Linked DNA regions of Sus scrofa: regions 1 and 3 are each linked to region 2. A link is a contact called in public HiChIP or PLAC-seq data. All regions are on one chromosome and are shown on one strand. Each heading gives the region's core, a stretch centred on a gene start, on an enhancer-like site or on the middle of the called end of the contact. The rest is flanking DNA. Distances are from core to core; before and after follow the strand shown.

The links. HiChIP or PLAC-seq counts read pairs in DNA pulled down with a chosen protein or histone mark.
Region 1: a contact with region 2 is called in an H3K27ac HiChIP or PLAC-seq map of alveolar macrophages. The contact joins two enhancer-like sites. A contact is called at or near these places in 3 of 47 Hi-C or Micro-C datasets (embryonic fibroblasts, fibroblasts and skeletal muscle) and 1 of 2 datasets of contacts at active chromatin or transcription factors (alveolar macrophages).
Region 3: a contact with region 2 is called in an H3K27ac HiChIP or PLAC-seq map of alveolar macrophages. The contact joins two enhancer-like sites. A contact is called at or near these places in 2 of 47 Hi-C or Micro-C datasets (embryonic fibroblasts and fibroblasts) and 1 of 2 datasets of contacts at active chromatin or transcription factors (alveolar macrophages).

What each region holds. Positions count from the first base shown.
Region 1 is chr8:29,863,940-29,868,376 of Sscrofa11.1, forward strand. The region is part of intron 2 of LOC100510918 (a long non-coding RNA gene); the gene reads right to left. Among named protein-coding and RNA genes, the nearest start is that of KLF3, 160 kb to the right of the region's middle. Within about 2 kb of position 1,717, at least 3 of the 83 cell types and tissues checked have an H3K27ac peak or open chromatin away from gene starts, as enhancers often do. A contact at or near this core is called in alveolar macrophages, where this site is marked.
Region 2 is chr8:29,757,733-29,762,048 of Sscrofa11.1, forward strand. LOC106504622 (a long non-coding RNA gene) reads left to right here. Exons shown (of 3, transcript XR_002346602.1): 2 at 1,090-1,162. Among named protein-coding and RNA genes, the nearest start is that of MIR9840, 210 kb to the left of the region's middle. Within about 2 kb of position 2,454, at least 17 of the 83 cell types and tissues checked have an H3K27ac peak or open chromatin away from gene starts, as enhancers often do. A contact at or near this core is called in alveolar macrophages, where this site is marked.
Region 3 is chr8:29,843,171-29,847,474 of Sscrofa11.1, forward strand. The region is part of intron 2 of LOC100510918 (a long non-coding RNA gene); the gene reads right to left. Among named protein-coding and RNA genes, the nearest start is that of KLF3, 180 kb to the right of the region's middle. Within about 2 kb of position 3,006, at least 2 of the 83 cell types and tissues checked have an H3K27ac peak or open chromatin away from gene starts, as enhancers often do. A contact at or near this core is called in alveolar macrophages, where this site is marked.

The DNA of each region.
Region 1 (4,437 bases), core at 467-2,966, 110 kb after region 2:
CAAATAAAACCTATATTAGGGAGTTCCCGTCGTGGCGCAGTGGTTAACGAATCTGACTAGGAACCATGAGGTTGCGGGTTCGGTCCCTGCCCTTGCTCAGTGGGTTAACGATCCGGCGTTGCCGTGAGCTGTGGTGTAGGTTGCAGACGTGGCTCAGATCCTGCGTTGCTGTGGCTCTGGCGTAGGCCGGTGGCTGCAGCTCCGATTCAACCCCTAGCCTGGGAACCTCCATATGCCGCGGGAGTGGCCCAAGAAATAGCAACAACAACAACAAAAGACAAAAGACAAAAAAAAAAAAAAAAAACCTATATTAACTGTTTAGGTTTAAAATGTGTGTGGTGGGAGTTCCCTTAGTGGCTCAGCAGTTAACGAGCCCGACTAGGCTCCATGAGGGTGCAGGTTCAGTCCCCGGCATCGCTCAGTGCGTTGGGGATCCAGTGTTGCCCTGAGCTGTGATGTAGGTCGCAGACATGGCTCGGATCCTGTGTTGCTGTGGCTGTGGTGTAGGCTGGTGGCTACAGCTCTGATTCAACCCCTAGCCTGGGAACGTCCGTATGCCTCGGTTGTGGCCCTAAAAAGAAAATCAATCAATCAATCAATCAATCAAATGCTATGGCATCACTTGGCTGCCAGTGTGATTATGGCCACGTGATCAAACTTCCTTGACTTGGGCCACATGAAAATCCCACACAGCAATACCTTGATCTCCATCTAGGTGTCTCCTTCCTGGAGCTGCCCTTCTGGAAAGCCTCCCAGATGGAGTTTAGAGAGTTCTAGAGACAGAATGCTAGAAATAACCAACTGCAATCAGGGCTAGATGATCAGCCAGGTTCATGGTCACCCTTTTGAAATCTTTAATAATTTTTGAACAAGGAGCTCACATGTTCATTTTGCACTGGGCAAAATTAAATAGCTGGGCTCATTAAGACATCTCAGTTGGAGGTGGGAAAAAAAGAACCAATACAACAAAAATCAGAGTTTCAAAAGTCATGCTCAGCATCCACTTCCTCTATTTGCTGAGGGTTTTGTTTTTTGTTTTTTGTCTTTTGGCCGCCCCACAACATGTGGAGTTCCCAGGCCAGGGATTAGATCCAAGCCACTGTGGCAACCTAACCCGCAACATGTGATCTGGATCTGGATCTTTAACCCACTGCATGGGGGCGGGGGATCAAACCTGTGTCCCAGCACTCCCAAGACACTGCTGACCCCACTGAGGCAGAGTGGGAACCCCTGTTTGCTGAGTTCTTGACGTTCCTCTGCAACTCTCAATGGACACTATTCCCTTGTGAGACTGTGGCCCCATCGACCAATGACAAAGACAGTGACCTCAGAACTGGATCCTCAGGGATGTGGTTCAAAACCTAACTCTGTAATGGATTGGCCATGGAGACTCTGGGCAAGTTCCTCTAGCCCCTTATGCCTCTCTTTGCTCATCTGTAAAATGGCAAAACCAATCACACGTGCTTCTTGCAGGCCCCAGAGGGAGAGTGTGAAAATCGAGTGAAGAAACGTGGGTAGAGGGCCCCCGAGGAGCGCCCAGCTCCGAGTGCGTGCTTGGCGATCGTCGCTCTAAATACATAAGGTTATACTTTCGCCAAAAGGTCTTTGATAGAATCCGATAACAGCAAATCTGTGTCAGATTATGCAAAAGGGAAGACATGGGTGAGCTGGACTTCTCTGTCCTGGACGTGACCTTCCTCTTCGTGCTGCATGTTGCTACCGCTGGCTGAAAGCGTTTGTTGTTGTTACTAGGGTTGCTTGTACTGTAAATCTACAGTAATGGGAGCCTACGCTTTGGAGCTTACATACCAAGTGAGCAGAATTTTGTAGAAGAAAGAAATGGGGATGGGTGGGACTGTGGGGAGAGACTCTGTAATGGAAGCCAGGTGAGCCATGCTCTGACCAGACCTTGTCCCATCTGCCGATGGGAACTGGCCCCGGGAAAGGCACCGTCTTCCCCGTTCACATCTTTCTGTGCTAGAGAGTAGGGGAGAGGCTGGAGTGCCTCTCTAAGTACGTAACACCTCTTTGGATGGATTTTACAGAGATAGGGATTTGCCTTCTCCTGGACCAGGATGCTGGGAGGTCAGCATGAGCCCCGGGGGTTAGAGAAGTTAGATCAGTTAGTATGATCCTCTTCTCCCCCCCGCCCCCCACTTGCCACTGACTGCCACCAACTGCCACCAACTCTGTGGCTGGAGGAACGGAAGGATGGACCAGCCAGAAAGATGGATTCAGTCAACTCCCGAGTCCTCTTTCAAGGGATGCCTTTATCTCAGCCCATCACAAACAAACAAAAAAATCTATGCGAAATAAAATTTTAAAATCTTCAGCTTGGCTTCATCCCAGGACTTAACGTCTAAGGTAAGTCTCAGACGCATCCCCTTTGCCCGTGAAACGTCTTGGGCAAGACGAGGCCGCTTGGAGGATGTTTATACCAGTCCCTCCCAGGAAGTTACCTGAGGAGTCAGGCTGATGAAGCGCCCGGTGTGCCAGGCGGCCACACGTTATGCTCACGAATCGCATTATTCACGGTGAGACTCTAAGGCATTTGCGGGGAGGACACACTTAGGGCTGATACAATCTCCAGTGATTTGGTGAGAACGTTTTAAAAGGCACTGTAAAGCTTTTTGGACATAAATACAGCCAGTTTCTTACAGCACCTAAGCTGCTAAGTGCTATCTTGATGACGCTAAAACCGTACACGTTTCAAAGGCTCCCGAATTAAAACATCCAAGTGAACACGTAATTGGTGTGAAAGGAAAAACCACCAGTTAACACCCTGATGCTCACAGCCAGAAATTTGGGTGATGCGGCTTCCTTGTCCCTGGGCACCAGGGCCCTACCTCCAGAAGATAAGTGACTCAGAGCCTGTCCCATCAAAGCCTGATCATGACACTCCCCCCTCCCCCCACCACCACACCTGCAAAGAGAAACCTCAGAATTTGGCTGGAGCTGCCCAACCCTAGCCCTTCCGTATCAGACTGTGTCACTAACATCTGGTCTGTCTCCCCGTTCTCAGCAGGTTGTTCCACCAGGTCGGGTCACACCTGTCATCCACCTTTAAAGCCAGACCTGTGATCCTGTGGCCCTTCTTGACGTTCGTCCACAGTCACAGCATCTTGCTGAAAAACGCTTTCTGATTTGGCACCGAGGGTGTGGCTGAAGTTCTTTGAGACCCACCCCAATTTTCCTGCCTCTCTGTCCCTGGTCGAGCTTGAGTGATATCTGTTTTTGCTCCTTTTTAGCAACGGCCTGTTTAATGGGAGCTGAATGACTCTGTGGCCTCATCAAGAATCAGAGCAGGCAGACTCCCTCCAGAAAGAAAGGGCACAAAGAAACCCTGTTTAAGACTCACCCCTCTGCCCACGAGGGCTCCCCCCTCCCCCCCCCAACTCCCTGGGATTGACCCAAAGAACTAAACTCTTTGCTAACAACTCCATTTCCTATTTGCCCCAGGAAATTTGGCTACATTAAAACAAGGTTTACATTTTCCAAGAGACGGGTTATAAGATGACGAACCCTTCTTTTTCATTGTGGGCATTTGTTTGGCATAGGATCCCCCCCAAACCTTGCTTTCCCACAAACACTTGGTGGAATTGCTAATTAATTATCCCACTCAGGTGAGAACAAGATGAGGAGATGTACTTAGATCCAGCAGATAATCAAATGGCCAGATTAGACTTAATTCTCCTTAGAACTCTTTTCATACAGCACTTAAGAATCTAATTCTGGCTTCAGAGTGAGCTGTAAAACTAGTCATTTAAATGAATAAAAAAAAAAAAAAAAAAAAAAAACCACCCTAAGCTATTACACACCATTTGTGTGGTGTGATGTGAGTAGCAAAATGTTGACCAAGTCTTGGGCTGGCAAGGGTCACGATTTTCAGCAAGATCTAATACTGCAGCACTTGCTCTGCCATGAAGAGAGACAGCCACCACTCCCTGCTGTCTCTGATAGTGACCCCAGCCTGTAAAATGATAATTGATGACCCTAAGACCCACTCATAAAAAAAATGGCAGCTAATTATCAGGTGCCCTGTTTGTGGTTCCCAAACTGCTTCACTTGGCTTGAAGTGGAGTCACCTAGTTAGAGCAATTGAGTGGAGTGCAGCCAAGCCAATGAAAGCCGGGCTCTTAAAAGACTGCCACCACCCAGGCCCAGCCCAGCCCCGCCTCAGCCCCACCCCAGAGCAGGCCTGGCCCCAGCTCCACCTAGGCAAGCTACTGATCTGTCTTCAGGGAGGGAGCCATACAGCACTCTGCCAAGGTGCCCTTGTTAGGACTTGTCCCTCCCTGGGACGGAGTTGGGCACCACTGCTGGGGCTTGTCTCTTGAGGCTATAAGGGTATAATTAATTCCAGCAGCTATAGATTAATGTATCCCTAAGCACCTCATTGATCTTGATGGTAATGACAACAATGGAAAACATAATATA
Region 2 (4,316 bases), core at 1,204-3,703:
TCTGCAGGTGGGAGAAGGCCTTGAGTGAAGACACAGAAGCCCAGACAGTCAGCTATCCCAGGTCCAAAACCTGCCAGAGAGAACAGGAGTTTGTAGAGTTGGTAGTAAGAGAATTACAATGTACACTGCAGGGGGGAAGAGATGTGGCTTTTTTACTGTATCTCTGCCTTCCAGAACAGTGCCGGTGGACGCTTGGCCTTCAGGTGCCTTTAATAAGGCACTCACGTTGACAGTCTGTTCACTTAAGGTGCATTTTGACAGGGGCCTTGAAGTCAGATGGAAAAGAAACAATACCTTTGGCACTGCATGGCCCGAAGCCCAGGGAGAGCCTGGGGAGGAGTTCTGAAGCATGCACTAGTTCTGGAATAACTGGGTGCTGACAGGTCATTTTTTCTCCATGGTGTAGCATTCTCTCATTTTTTTTTTTTCCTTCCTCAACCCAAACTATAATTTCTTAACCTGGGAAAGAAAACTTTTGCAGCAGGAGAGATAACCCGAGGGCTGGCTGGCAACAGCTTCCTTCCTAGTAAAAGAAAGAAGCAAAAAGTTCACTTTTGTCTCTACATTGGATTTGTATATAGAAGATAATTGATATTCTCTTGTGAATGGTGCTTATTTACAGAAAACATTGTTTTGGCCTTGGTTCCAAACACACATGAAATTTCACTCTAATTTGCATGCATCTATAATTTTTTTTTTTTTTTTTGGTTTAAAATGGTGACTTCCCAAGGGTATTTTTCTAGACCAGCAGAAAAGACTGAACCAAAGTTTCTTGTAAAACTACCGTGCAAGAGTTCCCGTCATGGCGCAGCGGAAATGAATCCAGCCAGGAACCATGAGGTTTTGGGATTTGATCCCTGGCCTCGCTCAGTGGGTTAAGGATCTGGAGTTGCTGTGAGCTGTGGTGTAGGTTGCAGACGTGGCTTGGATCCCATGTTGCTGTGTCTGGCATAGGCTGGTGACTGCAGCTCCGATTTGAGCCCTAGCCTGGGAACCTCCATATGCTGTGGGTACAGCCCTAAAAAGCAAAAACAAACAAACAAACAAAAAAGCTACTGTGCAGACACCTCTGCCTTTGTGCTATTCCAGGGGAAACCTCCACTCACTGTGAACACGTTTAAAAGATATAATCAGGGGAGCCAAGATGGAAATGGGCAAAATGGTAAGTTAATGGCAATCACGTTTTTTGAATTTTCATATTTCTTAGGGTTTCTCCTGAAATAGAGTGATAGCTATGAATCTCCGATGTAAAATGGTACCTGCGTGTTGACTTGGTATATTACAAGGAACTTGAGTGATCTTCTGAAATAGTTCTCATTTCTCATGGCCCAGCAAGAGTTTTACTTTACATTTGCCAACACTCTAGTGGAAATATTCAGTTGTGCATTCACCCCACATGGAGTTCCCTCTATGGGCTGGGCTTAGGACACCAAGGTGAGGACCCACCCTTGAGGAACTCAATCTGGGAAGCAAGACCTTACGTCCTGTTGGATGTGGGTTTTCATCTGGAAGTGACAAGAAGAGTGTTCTGAGAGCACGGAGGAAGAAAGACTTAATTCCATCTGGACGAGTTGGTACTTGCAGGAGTTAAGAGCCCAGGTGCTGGGTACAGGCTGCTACGATTGAATCCTGGCTTCATCGTTTTCTAGCTGTGTGACGGGGGCAAGTTTCTAAACCTACCCAAGCCCTGGTTTCAACATCTCTGTAAGGTGGGAAGAATAATGAGACCCACATCATGGATATTTTTTTTTCCCCTGTGGTTGTCAATGGGATGTACCAGCGCAAGCACTCGGTGTGTGTTGCTGAGGATCGCGGGGATGGCGGTGGGGGAGGTGGAGTGAAGATGAGGGCGAGGGGATGGAGAAGGCATCACAGATTCTACAGGGTCAGGAGTTCAGTGGGCAAAGGAGGAAAATGTGGAAGACGGAAGGACATTCCAGCTGGGGCCCTGTGTTGTGTTTTATAACAAGCCCCTGGGTGATTCTGATGCACAGTGATGGTCAAGGTCCACTGAGGCTTTTACGCAAGCGAACAACAAGCTTGGATTTTCATTTTTGGAGAGAACACATCAGTGGCTGTCGGAAGGATGGTGATGAGTCTTGAGCTCAGGGCATCGTGGGGGGAATATGCAGACAGGGAATGATGTCTGTAACAGCAGGGACACGAAGGGAGTGGGTGCCTGGAAGACATTAAAGCCTGGAGGGGACCAGATTGAAGGGTGGGGAAGAGGAGGAGGCAGGCCGAGTCCGGGGGATAGTGGACACAGGGCTTTAATGCCAGTGACTAAATGGTGCCTCTGCCGTCTTGCTGAGACCGCTCATTTGTCCCTCCCTCTGCCTCCTTCATCACTGCCAAAGTGACTGACAGCACAGATTGGCATCCTTGCAGGAGGTCTGGTTCTCCTCTGGAATGCACTGCTCTCTCCAGCCACAGCCGTCACCTCCCCCGTCGCCCCCCACGGTCCAGGGACTCATTCCACCAGCCGCGGTTACTGCCACATAGGCTGATGAGTCACTCTCCCAGAACAGCTGGTGGCCAACATACTTCTCTTGTCCACGGTTGGGGAGCACTTCCAGGCCCTGCCCCGAACCCTCCCCCACACCAAACCCTTTGGTGTGAGCTCCCTTGGCCAAGCCAGCCACCCACATCTCTGGGATGGGAGGGTCTCTGGTCCAAAATTATACTCCAATTACTGCCCTGTCTATATTTTAAGCGAGATGATTAACTCATTAGTGCTTTATTATTGCCACATCTAAGGTAGAGCGACTGTAGGAGTGAAGACAGTAGTGCTGCCGTTTTGGTAGAAATGCGGATTCCTGAGTCCTGCCATAGACCTCCTGAACCACTGGGGGGTCGGGGGGTGAGGTTAGAAACCAGGGAATTTATATTTTTAATGAGCAGCCCTGATGAGTCTTCAATTACCTAAAAAGCGATAGTGGTGGCCCTGGAATTTCTTTTGTACTATTTCCTACCCACTCTGCAGCTGGAATGACCTTACACTCTTGGGGGCCCTTCTAGCTTGCTTGGAGAAAGCTAGGGCCTCCTGTCCAGGGGGACACCCATCGCAAAGCTACCAGCTCAGCCCTATTGTTGCCCTGTTCCTTTTCTTGATCCATTAGAGGCAGCCTGCAAATTATGCACATGCACAGGCAGCAAGTCCAACATATCTGCTTAAAAAAACCAGGCATTCTCATATTTGAAATAACAGTGTTGGCTTACATTGCAATAGTCCTCTTTCAGAAGATAAATTTGCTGTACTCCCAGATTTCAAAGAGTCGTGTGGACTTATCACCCATAAGATGTTTATAAAATTATTTTCCTTGGTCGGAGTAATGAATTGCTCCTAAATGAAGTCCCCTCTCACCTTTCCCTCCAACCCCTTTCCCCCATGACTCATCAAGGCCAAGTTCAGCCAAGCGATCTGTGCCACCAGACCTCAGCTGGATACCATCCATGCACAGCTAACTGAGCCCCTGATGACATCACAGGAAGGCACCATGGTCAACGTGCTTTGAAAGAGGAGTGACAGGCATGTAGGTTCAAAAAGGATTCCAAAAAAGAAATTCGTTAGAGGGCTCTGGGTAATTGGTTTGGTTTCCTAGTTGAGCAAGTTTCCCAGAGGTGAGTGTTCACTGGGTTGAGAGCTGAGGGGATAGAAGGAGGAAAAGGCATGAGCCACACCCTTGCAGAGCCTAAGGTAAGGCTGGCAAGACGAGACATGCACTCCAAAATTCAACCCCAATACAAGGCAGTAAATGTTAACGAGTGATTGGACCTCAAATGCTGGCGCCTTTCAGAGGAGCGGGCGAGAGATCGCCTAGGGCTGGAAGTCAAGGAGGGCTGAAGGCTGCCCTGACATTTGTGGAAGGTGAGGAGAGACGGAAGGCAGTGGTGGAGCTCTGGGTAGAGATGGAGTGAGCACGAGGCACAGTGTGGGGAGAGGACAGATTCTCCTGCGGCAGTTAGTAAACGGCTCTGGATGAAGCCTGGGGCTAGGGTTGGGAATGGTAAGAGCTGAAGTTCAGGTTTCATTTCTAAACATTTACCAAATACTTATGTCAGACCATGTTCAGACCTTGACTGACATTGTGTTTGTGTCTTACGACAACCCCAAGGGGCAGGTATTATCCCATGTTCCATTTTAACGTGAGACAGGGGCTCAGAGAGGCTGGTAGCTAGCCCAAAGTCACACGGCAAGGGGGTGGAGAAGCCAGGGGAAAAACCCAGGTCTACTTATGTCCAAAGTTTGTGTGGTTCATGGGGCTCTTTCTGTCCTTTTCCCCCTTCTGCAGGTCATAGTGCTGCCTAGAGGAGAG
Region 3 (4,304 bases), core at 1,756-4,255, 86 kb after region 2:
TTATTCTGTTCCCCTTACAACTGACATTTGCAAAATTATATCTATATTTTCTTTCTTTCTCTCTTTTTTTTTTTTTTTTTTTTTTTTTTTTTTGTCTTTTTAGGGCTGTACCTGCTGCACATGGAGGTTCCCAGGCTAGGGGTTGAATCAGCACTGTAGCCACCAGCCTATGCCACAGCCACAGCCACAGCAATGCCATATCCGAGCCGCATCTGCAACCCACACCACAGGTCACGGCAACGCCAGATCCTTAACCCATTGAGCAAGGCCAGGGATCAATCCTACGTCCTCATGGATGCTAGTCAGATTCGTTTCTGCTGAGCCATGGTGGAAACTCCCCACTGTCTATATTTTCTATGTCTCATCACCCCAATTGGCCTGTGAGCACCTCAAGAGGAAAATTCGGTGATCATGTGCATCTAAACCCGAATGGAGTCAACTGCAAGGAGGAGGAAGATGCACAATTATTGAGTACCTGCCGTATACCAGAAACCCTTACCTGTTGGGTTATTTTTTCTTTCAACATCTCATTTAGTGCTCTAAACCAGGGATCAGCAAGCTACAGCCTGTGAGCCAAATCCAGCCCGTCTGTTCTAATAATGGGCTCCTGGAACAGAGCCCACTCAATCATTTACATTTTGGCTACGGCTGCCTTTACACCACAATGGCAGAGCTAAGCGGTTATAACAGAGGCTGCAAGAGCAGCAAATCCTAAAATATGGTCCATGTCTCTCTCTTTAAGAGAAAGCTTGTGGACTCCTGGTCTAAAACCACCAGAGAAGATGAGATCTGTTATCATCTGCTTTTATAGGTGAGGAAACAGAAGTTCAGAGAATTTGAGTAAATCGCTTCTGGTCACACAGCTACTAAGGGACCCAGCAAAACCCTGAAGACAGGTCTGCGTGATTCTAGAACCCATGGGCTTTTCATCTGAGTGTGGGATATCGTCAGTGAAGGCTAATGTTTAAGGATAGTGAGGCTGTCATCAAGGGAACACCCCATGGCCTGTCTTCACACTGCGTGGGAAGGAATCGAGTGGCTGGAATTACCTGGATTTTCAGGCACATATCAAATCCCTCTGCTGACCACATGAATGTTACTTCAAAAGACATTTGCTGCAGGGTTGGCTTACGCTACTGTCATGACCTCTTGGGGTCATGACTGCTTGAGGGCAGGGGCTGGGTCTCATGTCCAGGGCACCAATGTAGTCCTGGTACATAATAACCCCCCACACATGTATGTCGCTGGAGAGCCGCTTCAGGAATGACTGTTATTTTGAGAGAGATTAATTCTTTTCCCTACCACCAGATTTCAGTAGACGTCAGCATAGAAAATCTCCCACGGTCCGGTCACCGACCGGCTAGATTTCACGTTCTGTGCTGTGACTTACCAGTTATCCTACCCATGGGCAAGATGCCCACTCCACACAAACTTTTCTATTCGTATCTGTAAAATGGAAATCACATAGTTATTTCGATGAGATGAAATAAGACAAGGAGGGCACTTTCGGCAATTCCTTGCATGTAGAAAGTCATCACCTAAACGTGAGTGGTTATTATTATTGGCTAAAGTCTTTGTGTCAATACTCGGAAATTTAAATTCATTTGTGAAGCACCGTAACATCACACAAAGTGCTGGAAAGGCAGCAAAAGCGAATAAGCAAAGAAAGGAGAAAATGATGACGAAAGTAAGTCTTTCCTTTGCTTTACTTCTGCAAAAGACTTCCAGAATTTTTTAATTTTTCTTTTTATGGCCGCACCTGTGGCAAATGGAAGTTCCTGAGCCAGGGGTGGAATCAGAGCTGCAGCTGATGTCACAGCCATGGCAACAACGGATCTGTGATCTACACTGCAGGTTGTAGCAACACCAAATCCTTAACCCACTGAGTGAGGCCAGGGATCGAACCTGCATCCTCACAGAGACAAAATTGGGTCCTTAACCTGCTGTGCCACAACAGGAACTCCAGGAAATATTTGTTTTAATATGTAAAGATACCGGTGTTCTCAGGAATATATTCCACCCTACAGAGAAAAATAAGAGCAGGGAAACTTTGCCCAAACAAGAGTTTTGGAAGACGAGCCACAAATATCAGTACAGAGAGGGGAATAAAAGGGTTTTTAAAGCAGCACATTTAATCATATTAATTATTGCACATAATAGGCAGCAATGCCCAAGCTGGCTTCTCACTAAGGTTCGCCTCTTTACCCTAAAGTAATTAAACCGCTGCCGACATCTCACATCATGTGAATCGCTTCTACCTGGAATAGCTCTTAAAGCTGTAATCATGCCCCATTTGAAAGCTTGACTTCATGAATATGATTGAGAGCTTGTTGAATGAGGCAAAATTTGTCTAAGCTTCCTAGGGAGGAAAGGAAGGGACCAGCTGCTGATGGCAGACATCAATCACTGGGTTACAAGCTTGAGTCCTTTCCGCCGACTTTCAGAAATCCAATACGGAATGAGTCCCTTATGGATTCTTGGACTATTCTTGGACACATCATTAAGAGTGATTCCCATTGATTTCCTGCTCCCTTTACTCTTCGTTAAAGTTCAACTCCAGAAGTCTGTACTCTATCTGAAATGTTGTTCAAAAGGCACAAACACACAAAGGGTGGGGGGGTGGGGAGCAGGGACATCTGCTCAGACTCTAAATTTCTTTTCTCTATAGATTTTCCTTGCCCTCTAAAATATCCAATTGCCCTTTTTGCACACACTTTCCTCTTAAGTAATGTGGTTTTTACCTTAATGAAATGATTTCAAGTGACATAAAAGCAGAGGTCTATGTTTTCTCTAGTTTTTTAAAAGTCACCTTGGAATCAGAAAATCCGTGTGTCCCTCTCGCATGGATCGTGCCTATTTCGGAGCAGGCTACCAGCAAAAGGAAGTGAGATTTGCCAATACAGTGGCTACTCTGCTGACATGATGAGTCTTCACCATAGGCCTCTGAGAACCCCAGAGGGATCCTCCGGGGCTGGTACCAGCCTTCCCACATCCTCTTCCTAGGACATTGGTCACTTCTGTTCCTTCTAAGTCAGTCACTGTGTTTGTACCATGAGACCCTACTTCCCTAAGCCTCCCAGACTGGACCCAGTCTCAGTGCCTCAGCCATAGGCAACCAGAAGTAGATTCAGTATCAGGAAGACTTGAGGCCTCTGAAGAAATTCTGGACTGAAAACTCTTACCAATAGTGGTGTTCATGTTAGATGCTGACCAACCCAACCAGAGCCTGACTCCTTATGTTGTGAGGGAAGAAAAAAAAAATCCTAAGGCACATTAAGCAGAGGGACAGAATTAATAGTATCCATGACATGAACAGGAATAACCCACCTACAGAGAAACGGAAACAAATAGAAGCTGAATTAAAGAATGTGAGAGTCCCTGGAATCAAGAGCAGTGGCTGTTGTGACATCATTACCTGTATACATATACGCATATACATATAATGTTGTTTGACAAATGCTTCAAAATGCCTCAGTGCTCCCAGAGTGTTTTTCTAGTAAGGTGTGTGTGTGTGTGTGTGTGTGTGTGTGTTGTAGTAGCAGAAGGGGTTGGAGGTGCCCTTTACAGACTAAGAATATGAAGTGATTTCTTTGGACCTGATACTTTTTCTGGTTGGCTTTCTATAACCATTGGACAAACATAACTTCAAAGAACTTGAGTGAACTACTTGCCTTTAATTTAATTTCTGTTCGGTTCCACTGGCCTTTTGGCATAATCCTAAAGAAATCATGTCAAACCATCAGAAAATGTGGAGGGACAGCCAGGCAGAAAAGTCCTGTGCATAAATCTCAATTGTAAATCTATGAAGGGCAGTCCTAAGGCATCTGAGGCCTAAACTGGTATTATGGGTTGAATTGTGTCCCTCCCAAAATTCCTATGTTGAAGCCCTAATTCCTGATATCTCAGAATGTGACTGTATTTAGAGATAGAGCTTTAAAAAGGTGACTAAGTTAAAATGAGGCCATTCGTATGGACCTTAATCTAATCTGACGGTTGTCTTTATAAAAAGATGAAATTTGAAAACACAAAGAGATGCTCGGGACATACACAGGAAGAAAGACCATGTGAGGACACAGTGAGAAGGAGGCCACCTACGAGCCAAGGAGAGAGAGTTCTCAGGAGCAACTAAACACGATGACCTCTTTATCTTGGACTTCCAGCCTTCAGAACTCAGAAATGCATTTCTGTTGCTTAAGCCATTCAATCTGTGCCACCCTAGCAGACTAATACAGGTGGCATACAGGAAAATTCACTCTATAAGGAGTTGGGAGCTCCAAGCTCCAGCTGTAGTGAACTGATGTTTT